Linked DNA regions of Sus scrofa: region 2 is linked to region 1. Evidence: chromatin contacts called from public Hi-C data. All regions are on one chromosome and are shown on one strand. The core of a region is the stretch at or near the end of the contact, and the rest is flanking DNA. Distances in the headings are between cores, read along the strand shown. Region 1 has its middle 93 kb from the start of FOXI3. Region 2 overlaps THNSL2 (threonine synthase-like 2).

What was found. A called contact is a pair of places that touch in the nucleus more often than the background predicts.
Region 2: a Hi-C map of liver shows a contact between it and region 1, with 4 times the contacts expected there. A contact is called at or near these places in 1 of 5 promoter capture datasets (liver) and 4 of 47 Hi-C or Micro-C datasets (liver, skeletal muscle and undifferentiated spermatogonia).

Annotation. Positions count from the first base shown.
Region 1 is chr3:57,676,250-57,683,558 of Sscrofa11.1, forward strand. No RefSeq gene overlaps it. Among named protein-coding and RNA genes, the nearest start is that of FOXI3, 93 kb to the left of the region's middle.
Region 2 is chr3:57,804,614-57,811,922 of Sscrofa11.1, forward strand. THNSL2 (threonine synthase-like 2) reads right to left here. Exons shown (of 11, transcript XM_021087277.1): 5 at 4,651-4,833; 6 at 4,622-4,648; 7 at 4,605-4,619; 8 at 1,283-1,431; 9 at 1,066-1,191. Among named protein-coding and RNA genes, the nearest start is that of THNSL2, 13 kb to the right of the region's middle.

The DNA.
Region 1 (7,309 bases), core at 1,527-4,026:
GCTAGGCCACCAGGGAACTCCAGTTTATCTCTACTCTTAATGATGTTTCTTTTTTAAAACATTTGTGATATTAGGGTAGCCACAGTTGCTTTCTTTGGATTAGTATTTGTCTGGTGTATCTTTTCATTCCTTTTACTTTCAACTTTTGTTTTTAGCCTTGAGGTTTGAATCATAAGAAGCATCTTCTGCCATTTTTGAAGTTTGTCACCATGCTTGTAATTTCCAAGAATTTTTTTCAGTTCTTTTGTCTTCAGTATCATATCTATTCCTTTCAAAATTGTTGTTCTGTTTGTTCATCTCGATCCTTCTGTTTATATTTTTGGTGTTACCAAGTACCTGGTGATTGATCCTCAGTTGTCTGTTCATATCTCTAAATGAAGGACTCTTTTTTTTTTTTTTTTTTTTTGACTTTTTAGGGCTGTATCCATGGCATATGAAGGTTCCCAGGCTAGGGATCAAATCGGAGCTATTGCTGCCTGCCTAAGCCACAGCCACAGCAACACAGGATCGGAGCTGCGTCTGCGACCTACACCACAGCTCACCGCAACGCTGGATCCTTAACCCACTGAACAAGGCCAGAGATCGAACCTGCAACCTCATGGTTCTTAGTCGGATTCGTTTCCACTGCACCATGACAGGAAGTCCCATACACATTCTTTGTTGGATTCTTTCCTCTTGTAGACTATCCCAGAGTTTGAATAGATTTCCCTGTGCTGTATAGTAAGTCCTTGTTACTTATCGATTTTGTATATAGTAGTAATCACATTTGTTTTCTAATTTCTACCAGTTCTTAAAGTTTTTGTGCTGTTGATGGCACTATGTCTTATTTTCCAGAATTTTTATGTATTTATTATTTCAAAATTATACATTCCATTATGTTATCTAAGTACAACATGCTGAACTAAATATTTTATCACTAAGTTTAGATCTGTAGATGCCAACTGAATTTACTCTTACAGTAAATTATCCATTCCATTTCTCCATCTCAATAAAATGTAACTATTTAAAGAACTATGTTGATAACCATATCAAATTATTTATTCTTATTTTTTTCTATTTATTTAGTTAGTTTTAGGACTGCACCTGTGGCATATGGAGGTTCCCAGGCTAGGGGTCGAATCGGAGCTACAGCTGCTGGCCTACACCACAGCCACAGCAATGGGGGATCCAAGCCAAGCCTGTGACCTACACCACAGCTCATGGCAATGCTAGATCACTAACCCACTGAGTAAGGCCAGGGGTCGAACCCGCATCCTCATGGATACTAGTTGGATTCGTTTCTGCTATACCATGACGGGAACTCCCTCAAATTATTTTAATAACCATGTGTTAAGATGTTTTCTTTAGAACAGTGGGAAAAAACATAAAACATCTAAGTTCTCTTTTCACTTTAAACTTTTTTGTTTGTTTGTTTTTAAGGGCCACACCTGTGGCATATGGGAGTTCCCAGGCTGGATGTTGAATTGGAGCTGCAGCTGCCTGTCAAAGCCACAGCCGCAGCCACAGCCACATTGGATCCTAGCTTCATCTTCAACTTACGGGATCCTTAACCCACCAGGTGAGACCAGGGATCAAACCCACATCCTCACAGATACTAGTTGGATTCTTAACCTGCTGAGCCAGGGCAGGAACTCCCAAAGTTCTCTCTTTCTCTTTTTTTTTTTCCCCTTTTAGGGCTGTACCTCTGGCATATGGGGATTCTCAGGCTAGGTGTTGTAGTTGCTGGCCTATGCCATAGCTTATGCCACAGCCACAGTAATGCCAGATCCTTAACCCACTGAGGGAGGCCAGGGATCAAACCTGTGTCAGGTGGATACTAGTCAGATTCGGTTCTGCTGAACCATGATGGGAACTCGGAAATTTTCTTTTTTTATATACATAGTTATCTTTACTATAATTCATGAACACACTAGAAACGGACATGTGTCTCTTCATTAAGACATATAGGTCCTCATGGGCCTCTGCTTTCCACTTGTTAGAAAATCCACTGTGGACTTTTTTTACACATCATAGGAAACCTGAGAAGTCCTTCCAGCTCATAGGACTATACACTATATATATTTTAATGTATGTAATTGTGTGTATAGTGTATTTTTATAGGTTATTAATATATCATACATAGATATTTATTCTATTACATATAATATTGTTATAATACATATGTTATATACATAATTTGATTAACCTATACATTTTATGAGCTAATCAATCCTTTGTAAATTTTTTTTAAAAACTTCAACTCACCAACTTATTTCTGCCTTCCGTTAAAAGACCATATTCTTTTAGCTAGAACACAAACTTTGGGGGAAAAGAAATCCACCCATTTGAACAGAAAACTTGAATTGTGCAGAAAGAGACTTCAAGTGGTTCCAAGACAGACAGGTAGAAATAGCCAAGCTTCTCAAGGCCCACGATTCCATCCAGAGGGTCCACCGCAAATGCCCTTCAAAGCACAAAAGCAGAGCTGCAGTTCTCCACCCTTAGGCTGAATTTCCAGGGGAGCTGTTCCTGTTGGTTCCTTCCCCCACGCAGGAAACGTGCTGGCTATTGCACGCAGTGCTGGACATTTATTTCCACCAGTCTCTTCAGTGTCAAAGCAAGAAATCCTAAAAAGCAGAGAGAGACCTGTTCTGCTCCTTTTCTGGGTCTGGGCTAAGGATCTAGGGAGGGATAGAGAGAGAGAGAGAGAGAGAGACATCTCTCAGACCAATCGGGAGAGGGAGGGGCAGTGTGGACGCCTATCACTAACCACCTTTTCCTCTTACTGTAAAGTAATAAAAACAAACAGCCTCCCGACCTCTCTGCTGTGGAATCGGGCTGCTGTTTACAGATAAACAAAGACCTGCTGCCTGTTAGGATCCCAGTAACAAAATTCAGTCGGAAGACTGAAAACACAATTGTGTTTACAGATCAGCAGCGACATGCCAATGTCATGTTGGTGGCGGAAGGCAGAGGTCATGTTTACTGCAAGCAGAGGTGCCCGGAGCTGCCACGGGGGCTGCCGGCGGGGGATCGCGGGGAGGAGGCTGCCGCAGCTGTGAACCCGAAGGCGCCTGAAGCCCAGAGCCTCAAACCCCAAACCAGGAGGGGTCTGATCACAGCAGAAGGGAAGCTGGGTGACTGCTGTGTGTCAGGGTGACAACATTCGAGCACTTTGTGGACTGAAACGGGCCCCGTGGCCCGTGAGCTGGCTCCGTGTTCCAGAAACTTTGCTTCTGACTGGGGAAGATCATCTCCAAAAAAACCAGCTACAGCAGCAGAGGGGTCACAAATGCCACAAAAGAGCCCCTGTTACGTATGCATATTACTGTGATCGCTGCAGATCCACAGCTCCTGCCCCCCAAAACAGGTACTGGCTACCCTGTGGGTCAGTCCCTTTAAAGGCAAAATGGCTGTGACAGTGACTGGTGCCTTTTCTGCAGTGACCTGAGACCTTCCTGGTTCTGCCACATAATTCTGGCATGGCTTTGAGCAATTATTTAAGTTCTCATGGCCTGAGTTTCATCATCTATAAAATAAGCAAAAAATTTGCTTGTCTCTTAGGATTACGAAGAAGATTAACAGAAGTAATATATGGAGAGGTCTTTCTGCAGTTTCTGGTGGTAAATACTCCGTAAACGGTTGCTGTTGTTATTACAGGGAACTTGTTATTGGGGGAAAAGCCTTACATGGAAGAGAATTAGGTATAACTTGGAGGTTCACAAGGAGTTGTCACAGCTCAGGAAAATAGTCCAGCTGATCTCTGCTTTGGCCTCTCAACTGAAGTGCCACCCACAACAGAGGCGCCGAGATAGAAAGTAGGGCGACCTGTTTGCCGCAGTTTGCCTTCGATTTTCCCAGGTTACTGCGAGTCTCTTGTCCTGGGAAACTCCTTGGTCCCTGGCAAGGATGGTTGGTCACCCTGGAGGCCAAATGGAATTTGATTGGGGAATGATTATAAGTAAAATAACTGGTGGAATGTTTACTCCTAGACTGACCCACTGTGTCTTAAAGCCCAGACCTCTGGTGGAAGGGGCCTAATAAGGGATAATGGTCCTTGGCCTCGTTTCTCGTTAATGGCTTTAATTGGAGCTGGGGTTATCTGGCAGGGCAACTTCCCTCAGCCTGCTGGGCAAATCCCCTCCCCACTGGGCCCAGTCATCAGGCGGATTTGTGCAGGGAGGAGAGGGCACGTCTTTCTCTTACTGGAGAATAGTAAGACAATTTAATAATAAGATAATAATAATGTCTCTTATGGGGAGACTGTGTGCAGGATGCTCAGGTGACATCTGCTTTCTGGGCAGACCCTAGGATGAAGCTGGCTCTCCCCCACCCCTGTCTCACCTGCACAGTGAGCAGCTGTGGCAGCCTGCCATGGAGACCATGTCTGTGGCTTCTCCTGGACCTTGTCCACGGCCTCAGGGAGAGGCTAGTATGGAGACTTGGAGCAGTCAGCAAGCCTGATGCATCCAGGCCCAGCACTCTAGCTGTGATTTCCTCCTTGCTGTCAGATTTTGGGGGAAGCACACAAAGCATGTCCTGGTTTGTGGGAGCCCTGGGATCAATACCCCAGGGTCCTTACAATCCTTCCAACTTCCTTCCCTGAGCTCTGGCAAGACTAAAGAATGCTGATTAATATCAATATTTGGGGGAGTTCCAGTTGTGGCTCAGAGGGTTAAGCACCTGACTAGTATCCATGAGAATATGGGTTCAATCCCTGGCCTTGCTCAGTGGGTTAAGGATCCAGCATTGCAGCAAGCTGTGGTATAGGCCACAGATAGGCTTGGATCTGGTGTTGTGGCTGTGGTGTAGGCAGGCAGCTGAGCTCCAATGTGACCCCTAGCCCTGGAGTTTCTATATGCCACAGGTGTGGCCCTTAAAAAAAAAATTGTGGAGAGCATTCAATATACATGTGTTAATTGAAAGACATGGCTTAGAAATTGAAATACTTAACTTCAGTTTATTGACTTATATGAATATACTATTTCTTTTCTTTTTTGTCTTTTGTCTTTTTAGGGCCACACCTGTGGCATATGGAGGTTCCCAGGCTGGGGGTCTAATCGAGCTGTAGCCGCCGGCCTACGCCAGAGCCACAGAAACACCAGATCCGAGCTGCGTCTGCGACCTACACCACAGCTCATGGCAACGCTGGATCCTTAACTCACTGAGCGAGGCCAGGGATTCAACCTGCAACCTCATGGTTCCTAGTCGGATTCGTTAACGACTGAGGCACAACAGGAACTCCTGAATATACTATTTCTAATAACAGCTTTTTTTTTTTTTTTTTTTTGCCACACCCACAGTGTAGGAATTCCTGGGCCAGGGATTGAACCTGAGCCACAACAGTGACAAGGCTGGATCCTTAACCACTCGGCTACCAGGGAACTCCATGAACATGATATTTCTATAGTGTCTGTTGCATCACAATACATAAGCATATATTACAAGATAAAAGCTGTCTTTGAGGATAGGAATATGTTTGTTTACTATTACTGCTGTAACAAATTACCATAAAACTGTGACTTAAAACAATACATATTTCAGAGTTCCTTTGTGGCTCAGCAGTTTCAGGATCCAGCATTATCACTGCTGTGGCTCTGGTTACTGTTGTGGAGAGGGTTCAGTCCCTGGCCTGGGAACTTCTTTCACATGTCGCAGGCACAGACAAAACAAACAAACCAAAAATGTATATAATTATTTTGTAGTTCTGGAGGTCAATAGTCCAAAATGTGTTTGCGGGACCAAACTCCTTTCTGGAGGCTCTAAGAATGAGTCAGTTTCCTGGATCTTTCTAGCTTCTAGAGGCTGCCGTGTTCCTTGACTCATGGCTCTCCTCACTCTGACCTCTGCTTACACTGTCACATCTCCTTCTGGACATTGTGGAAGCTATTATTCTGCCCTCAAAGGTGAGAAATGCATCCAGGAAGGAGACTGAAGTGGCTGTCCCTCTCCTGGAAGGGAATGCGGTGCTGTCTCTCTGCCCCAGATGGCTGCGGCCGTACTTGGGGGCAGGGTGGTAACAGCAGGGGCAGTGCTGACCCTCCAGCACAAGGCAACAAGAACTGACCAGGGACAGAAGGAAGGTCTGCCTGGAATGTACCCAAGGGTCACTCTGCCTCGGGCTGTTCAGGTGTTAAGGGAAAAGACTGTCCATTTACATGTAAATATAACATATATATATATATATCTTATATATCCAGTGTGCCAGGGCTATGCAGATTCTAGGGATGTTTCTGCAAAGTAGGTAGGCATGGACTTTCTAACTCAATATGGTTGAGGCCAAAAAAGTCAGCCTCGACCACAGGTGTAGAATATGAGGAAAGGCTTTGCTTCCAAGGTGATGACTAAGTGTACAAAGATGCTACAGAATTAGTCTGCTAGTCATCAAAGAAATGCAAATTAAAATAAGAATGAGACACCATTTCACATCCATCAGCTTGGGCAAATACTAAAAGCCCTGATCACACTAAGTTTGGCTGAGGACATAAGAACACAGGAATTTACACATGCTGCTAGTGGGGACATATGTTGAAAATATCAACTACACAGCCCAGCAATTCCTCATCTAGGTAAGTGCCCAAGGACAGTGATTCTCAAAATTTTCTCCCTGACACCTTCTCAGGGGTCTATGAGGCCAAAGCTATTTTCAAATAATATTGAACCATTATTTTGCTTTTTCACTCTCATTATCTCATAAATGATATGTGATATCAAAAATAATAAACTGTAGGGAGTCCCCATCGTGGCTCAGTGGTTAGCAAATCCGACAAGGAACCATAGGTTTTGGGTTCAATCCCTGGCCTCGCTCAGTGGATTAAGGATCTGGCGTTGCTGTGGCTGTGGTGTGTGCTGGTGGCTACAGTTCTGATTCAACCCTAGCCTGGGAACCTCCATAGGCTGTGGGTGTGACCCTAGAAAAAGACAAACAAATAAATAAATAAATGATATGTAATATGACAACAGATTGAATGCAGGAACAGATAGGATAGGAGGAATCCAGCTTCTTTTGCTGAGCCAATATATAAAATAATTCCACCTTCTAATTTCTTTTTTTGTTTTGGAAAAGAAGATATACTTGTTTATCTTATATATGCTATTTTTTAAATTAATGTTATTTATAACATTATTTATTTATTTATTTATTTATTTATTTTGGGGCCACAGCATTCAGCATATGGAAGTTCCTGGCCTGGGCCAGGGATCAAACCTATGCCGTAGCAGCCACCCAAGCCATACAGTGACAACACTGGATCTTTAACTTGCTGTGTGCCACAAGTTTTCTTTTTAGGCCTGCACTTGAGGCATATGGAAATTCCCAGGCTAGGGGTTG
Region 2 (7,309 bases), core at 3,043-5,542, 130 kb after region 1:
GCCACAGCAACGCAGATCCAAGCCACATCGGTGACCTACACCACAGTGTGGCAATGCCAAACTCTTAACCCACTGAGCGAGGTCAGGGATTGAACCTACATCCTCATGGATACTGAGCCACAATGGGAACTCTTTTTTGTTTGTTTTGTTTTGAAATCTTTTAAAAACAATATTAAGTTTCCATCACTAGGCTACATTAAAATAAAAATAATCCCTTCCAACAAGACTCCTACCATTCTTAGGAAATAAAATCTCTCCTTCTTCTTCTTCTTCTTCTTTTTTTTTTTTTTTTTTTTTTTGTCTTTTTGCCATTTTCTTGGGTCACTCCTGCAGCATATGGAGCTTCCCAGGCTAGGGGTCCAATCGGAGCTGTAGCCACCGGCCTATACCAAAGCCACAGCAACGCGAGATCTGAGTCGCATCTGCGACCTACACCACAGCTCACGGCAATGCCAGATCCTTAAACCCACTGAGCAAGGCCAGGGATCAAACCCGTAACCTCATGGTTCCTAGTCAGATTCGTTAACCACTGAGCCACGACGGGAACTCCAATCTCTCCTTCTTCTTAAATAAAATACAAAGCTAATGGGACAATAGTCTCTGCTCGTACTGGATTGGAAAAGTGGATTCCAGTTGTTATTACTGCAAGTCAACAACGAAAATGAATAAAAATAATAAGTTAAAATATAAGCCCTATATTACCAGGCAGTGTATAAAGTGCTTCACGGATATTATTTGACTTCAGTCTTCAACATTGCTATGAGGTAGGCATTCGTATTATCCCCATGTTACAGATGAGGAAACTGAGGCACAGAGTTTAAGAAACTGGCTTAAGGTCTTGCAGGTGGCTTGAAGTTGAGCCCCATCTGACTTTAAACCAATAACCTCTACTGCGTCTTCTCATTCAACAAATAAACCCACATCAAGTGACTGCAGAAGTGCCAGGTCCATAGCAGGTACTCAAGAAACAAGTGTCCCCTTCCCTTGAAGAGATTTGCAAACCCCAAGTCTGTGGCTTGGGGCTGCACGCTTTCCTTTCTCCATGGTGTATGGGTGGTGACTGACCTTGCTGTGCAGTTCCTTGGGGACATTGACACGTTGGGTCCTTTCAAATTGCTCCATGAGGGCTCTTGTCATCTGGCTGTCAGAGCCAGAGAGCAGCCAGAAGATCCTCTCCATATTGTAGGGCACCTGGGCAGAAAGGCCCACTGACCTCAGCCCTTGTCCATGCCCACCTAACCAACACCCACGTCACCCCTGCACCCCACCTCACAGGTCCCACCTGAATGTCCATAGCTGATGCCAAGGTTGCTTTGACGGTCTCGGACAGAGAGAAGTCTCCCCGCTGAACAGTCCTGTGGATGATGTCATTGCAATTCACTGCCACGACTAGGCGGATGGGCAGGCCCATCTTCTGAGCAATGCACCCGGCTTAGCAGAGGGGGAGAACAATGGTTTCTTAGACATGACACCGAAAGCACAAAAAACAGAAGAAAAAATACATTGGGCTTCATCGAATCAAAAACCTCTTGTGCTTTTTGAAGCTTTTGTGCTTCAGAGGACACCATGAAGAAAGTGAAAAGACAGCCTAGAGAATGGGAAAAACTCTTCACAAATCATAGATCTGATACGGGACTGGAACCCAGAATAGTTAAAGAACTTCTACGACTCAGTAAAAGTGGGCAAAAGATTTGAATAGACATTTCTGCAGAGGAAATATACAAATGGCCAATGAGCACACGAAAAGATAATCAACATCATTAGTCAGCAGGAAAATACAAACCCAAACCACAGTGACATACTACTTCATACCCACTAAGATGGCTAGAATAAAAAAGACAGATAATCACAAGTCTTGGGCAAGAAGTGGAGAAATTGGAACCGCCGTACACTGTTGGGAATGTAAAATGGTGCAGCCACTTTGGAAAACAGTCTGGCAGTTTCTCAAAAAGTTTTCATAGGGTTTCAATATGACCTAGAAATTCATCCCTAATTATATATACTCAAGAAGATTGAAAGCAGGTCCACACAAAATCTTTTATACAAATGTTCATAGCAGCCTTATTCTTAATAGCTAAAAACTGATAACTGCTAACATTTGGATTGCATTAACTGATAGATGGACAAATAAAATGTGGTATGTGCATATGGTGGAATACTATTCAGCCATAAAAAGGAATAAAGCACTGATACAGGCCACGACATGGATGAGTCTTGAAAACATTATGCTAAGTGAAAGAAGCCAGATACCAAAGGCCGTATATTGTATGATTCCACTTATATAAAATGTCCAGAACAGGAAAACCTACAGAGATGAAATAGATTTGTGGCTGCCTAAAGCTGGGAAGGATGAGAGGAAATGGGGAATGACTGCTAATGGGAACAGAGCTTCCTTCTAGGGTGACAAAAGTGTTCTAAGATTGATTCTGGTGTTGGCTGCACGAAGCTGTACACGCTAAAAACTAAGTTGTATACTTTAAATGGGTGAGTTGTATGGTATGTGAATCAGATAGCAATAAGTCTACTAGAAGGAGAAGAAGGAGGAAGAAGAGGAGGGGAGGGGGAGGAAGAGGGAGAAGGAGGAGGAGGGGGGAAGAGGAGGAGGGGAGTGTTTCTATGCCCAAATACTGTTCTCCGTGCCACGCCCCCCACCAGGTACTGACACACATGCTCGCCCCCATTTGCAGAAGAGTAAACAGAGGTTCTGAGAAGTTACAATGATCCACCCAAAGCAAACTAAGTGGCAGAATAAGGATTTGAACTAGGTCTGTCTAAGTCCCGAGCACATGCAGTCCCCAACTCAGCATCCTAGAACCAGCATCTTTGGATCGGTTCCTGGAAAGGGGCAAAGGGAGGCCAGAGCAGCAGCCTCCATCCACTCTAGTAGCAGATCCTATTTGCATGGAACAAATAAGGAATTCCTCTCCCCAGAGATGGAGGGCCTGGAACGGTAACGCAGCTTAGGAAGGTACCTACTTCCATGAATGGTTTATCTCTGAAGAGTAGATAAAAGGAGTTAGGGATAACCACACCACCCAACATCACACTTAATTGTGCAAAGCACTCTGTCACTCTTATCTCACTGGATCATCATGTCAATGTCCTGATATCCTTGTGTGAGAGGGGAGCAGTCAAGGCTCAGGAGGGTCCAAAGCTTGAGGTCAAGCAGTTAGATCCCGTTGGAGCAGGGCTAGATCGGAGCTCCCTCAGCAAATGTCATTTTTGCACCAGACACTGTGGCGGGTTCTGGGACACGTGCAGGCACCATCACTCACTGGAGGGGGATGCAAATGGGCAGTGCGGTGGGCTTCACCACATGGGGAGGGAGGCTGAGCCATCTTTGTCTAAGAGCTCACTATGCTTTCCATCCCTGTGTTAGTGGAAGTCAGGAAGACCCCGGACCGCTAAGATGCTTTCATGATCTCAACAAAGCCATCCTTGGCGCCCATCAGAAGCGATGCCATTAGAAGCAGCAATGCCCCTCAGGAAGCAGCCTACCAGACTCCCAAGGATGGAGGTTCTGGAGGCAGCCCACATGGGCTGCAGTTCTTGCTCTGGGACACATAGGGGTGTAACCAGGGCGGGCCGATGACTTCTCTGTGCCTCTGCTTCCTCATTTAAAAATGGAAGTAACAGGAGTTCCTGCAATGCCGTAATGGGATCCTGGGCATCTTGGGAGTACTGGGATGCAGGTTCGAACCCCAGCCCAGCACAGTGGGTTAAGATCCCACATTGCTGCAGCTGCAGCTTAGGTTGCAGCTGTGGCTCAGATCTGATCTCTGGCCCAGGAACTCCATATGCCGTGAGGTAGCCAAAAACCAAACCAAACAAAGCAAAAGCAAAAAACAAACAAAAAAGAGAATAATAGTATGGTCTCCCCTCCCCACCCCATAGGCATATGTGAGGATTAAAGGAGTTAATTCGAGAGAAGCACTTACAGCAGAGCCTGACACAGCAAGCACTTGATAAACGTTACCTATTACTACAGGAAATGTATAGCTTTTGACCCTCACAAAGTTCACATACATGCATCAAGAATCTTATTTGCACCTCACCATCACCCTTAGAGATATGATAAGTGGTCTAATCTCCTTTTTATAGCCTCAGAGCTGAGCATAAGGGAAAATCGTTCCGCTAATACAGGACAGAACTGGGGCCAGAAGCCTAAGTCCAGAACTCTTTCCACATCACAGGGTCTCCAGGGAGAACACACTGTGCCAGGCGAGCCCTATCCTCAGAGCCGGCAGCTGGCGAGACTGGGAGCAAAGTCCATGTTGCTGGCGGAGGGCAGTGCCAGCCGGGCACAGCAGCTCAACCTTGACCTCATCTCCCCACAGTCTGCTGAGCAGACACATCAGATCAGGCAACTGGAGCACATCGCCATTAACCCATCATGCTCCCTGTTGCAGCAAGAGCCCCGGATTTCCCTGCAGTGAGTCAGGGGAAGTTTTCTGGAAGCTTCTTCTGTGTTGTTTCCCATCCCTTCAGACTCAAGATCTGAATTCACCTTTCTCCTCACAGTCACAGCCTAAGGGCAGCTGGGGGGATGGGGGCCACAGGCAGTTTTCAGGAAAGGCCCTTTCCCCCCAGGGGGGTCTCCTTACCTGCGAGGTTGCCGCAGCCCCCGTTGGCACAACCACCTCCACGGGGGTAGGGGGTGCGTGTCTAAGGATGGCGTACACTGGAAATAAGCGAAGAAGTGGTGGGCCATTTGCACGAGGACCCGGGACCAGTTGATGGAATTCAGACTCATCAGATTGTGCTTCTTGACAAAGGCCACGTCGGCAAACACGGCCTTGATCGGCTCGTCCAGCTCATCGCTGTTCCCCTCCACTGTCAGGGGACAGAGAAGACAGAGCTATCAGGCACTTGACCCAAAGGCCTCCCAGGCTGAGCCGATCCCGCTGGGACCTCCACTCACCTCAGTGTCTTTACTCTCATGGATCTCAGCCTACTCCAAATTAAGCTCCTCAAGGAGCTTAATAAACCTGTCCCATATCCTTGTGGTCCTATTTCTAAAGTTTCTACCATTATATAATTAGATGTAAAATGCCAACCTTCTGGAATATTGGGGGAAGAATTCCTCTTTGTATGCCGTGCCCCCTTTCCCACTCTCTGGGAACAAGGAGAGATGGTTTCTCAGGCTGTGAGATGGAGAAGGTGATCTTTACTCCATGGTCGTCTCTCAGGAGTTGGGTCACTCTTCCCGTGGGCTGACTTCTTCCTTCATTGACATCAGAGGTGGAGGTTCTGCCCTCTGTTCCTATGTGGCAGGTAAGCTGGCAGGGAGGGACTTCTCCTTTCTGAGCTGAGTATGTACACACTTTAATTGATAGATGAATTACTGGGTAAGCTGATGGGCAAAGTGGCTACTTGTCTAAGTTGCATTCTTCCATCCAGCCCCACCAGCAATCAAGCCAATATGGATCTCATATCTGAAACCTGGATCTGTTTCTCCACTGGATCCAAACTTGGAGGAGAGGGGCTAAGGTTAGAGGGGGGAGTATCAGAGTAGGCACCGAGGTTATTATTCATTCCACCCTTCATTGTGTGGCAGTGATGAGGCTGCGGGACTGACTCTAGATCCACATATAAGGAGGCTATTTGCTGGGGTTCTAGGAAAAAATTCACTGCTCTTGAGAGCACAGGAAGAGAGACTTCATTGACCTCAGTAACTGCTGTATGCCACAAAAGGAATGAGGCTAGGACTGGGAACAAGGGATCAGAGAACCTGGGTCCCTGAAGGTGGTGCCCATGGCCTCCCTAGACTTCCAGGTCTATGAGTTGGAAAATATCCTTGTTCAAGCTAGTCTGAGTTTTCTGTTACTTCCAGCCAAAAACATCCCACATAATATATAACCGGCACTTGCTGATTATCTTGTACTTCAGGACCAAGTATACCACATTCATGGAAATCAATGACTTTATAAACATCAGAGTTCAACACACAGCTATCCAGGTGGCCCATCTGTTCTCCCCAACTCAGTGGTCCAAGGGAAAACCCGTATCCACTCTCAGCTCCCGAACAAACACACATCCTCCTGGAATCCAAATCGGAAGATTCCAGAAAGGAAAGGAAGAACTTGAACAGAGCTATTTAGAAACAAAGACTAATTCCTTTAAAGGATCCTGCCTTATTTTCTTTCTTTCCTTCTTTCCTCTCCCCTTCCTTCTCCCTCCCTCTCTCCCTTTCTCTCTTTTTATTTATTTATTTTTTTGCCACACCTTCAGCACATGGAAGTTCCCAGGCCAGGGACTGAATCCGGGTCAGGATCAAATCCAAGCTGGAGCTGCAACCTATGCGACAGCTGTGGAAACCCCAGATCCTTAACCCACTGTGCCAGGCCAGGGATCGAACCTGTGCAGCTGCAGAGACAATGTCAGATCCCTAATGCACAGCACAATGGCAAGAACTCCATCCTGCTTCTTTTTCTTTTCTTTTCTTTTTTTGCTTTTTTAGGGCTGCACCTGTGGCATATGGAAGTCCTCAGACTAGGGGTTGAATTGCAGCTATGGCTACAAGCCAACGCCACAGCCACAGCAATGCCGGATCCTTAACCCACTGAGGGAGGCCAGGGATCGAACCTGCATCCTCACAGATCCCAGTTGGGTTGTACCACTGAGCCATGATGGGAATACCATCCTGCCTTATTTTCTTGAAGCCCAAAACAAATATGAAACAGAAGTGCTCCTTCAGTTCCAGCAACAACAAATAACACACTACACTCATCACCACCCACGTATCTGCCACTATTTTTAAATGGACACCATTCTCCAACCTAGAATCAAGAATGGAGCTTCCATACATGCCCTTGGGTATAAAGAAGGTAAAAGCCTTCCAACATCTGTAGACAAGATGAGAAAGGCATATGTGCAGAACAGAGGTACAAAAAGCTATTCTCTGCTTTGATTCTAGGCAAAGATTGTCCTAGATCCATAACTAGCAATTTTTGGTGCTTAAGATATAACAGGGACCCACAGGAACCTGAATCTTGTGCATTAAAAGCTTGCCATGACTGCCGGAAAATGCAGCCAAATATGGGCAATTAATTACCAAGGCTAATGTGTAAGGTTTTGCTAACACCGGCCTTAGCCAATGCTTTTCACTGCAATGGGTATGTGCTTGCTAAAAAAAGAGCAGAAGGGGCTTTTTGTTCCCTCTTGAACAAACAGACAAAGAATATTCATGCTACTCTCATAGGTAAGGTTTGTTTTCACTGTGCTTTTGGCCCTTGACAAAACTGGTGTTACATAGAAATATCCTCTATGGGATTACAACAGGAGGCCAGGCCAGTTCTAGAAGGAATGT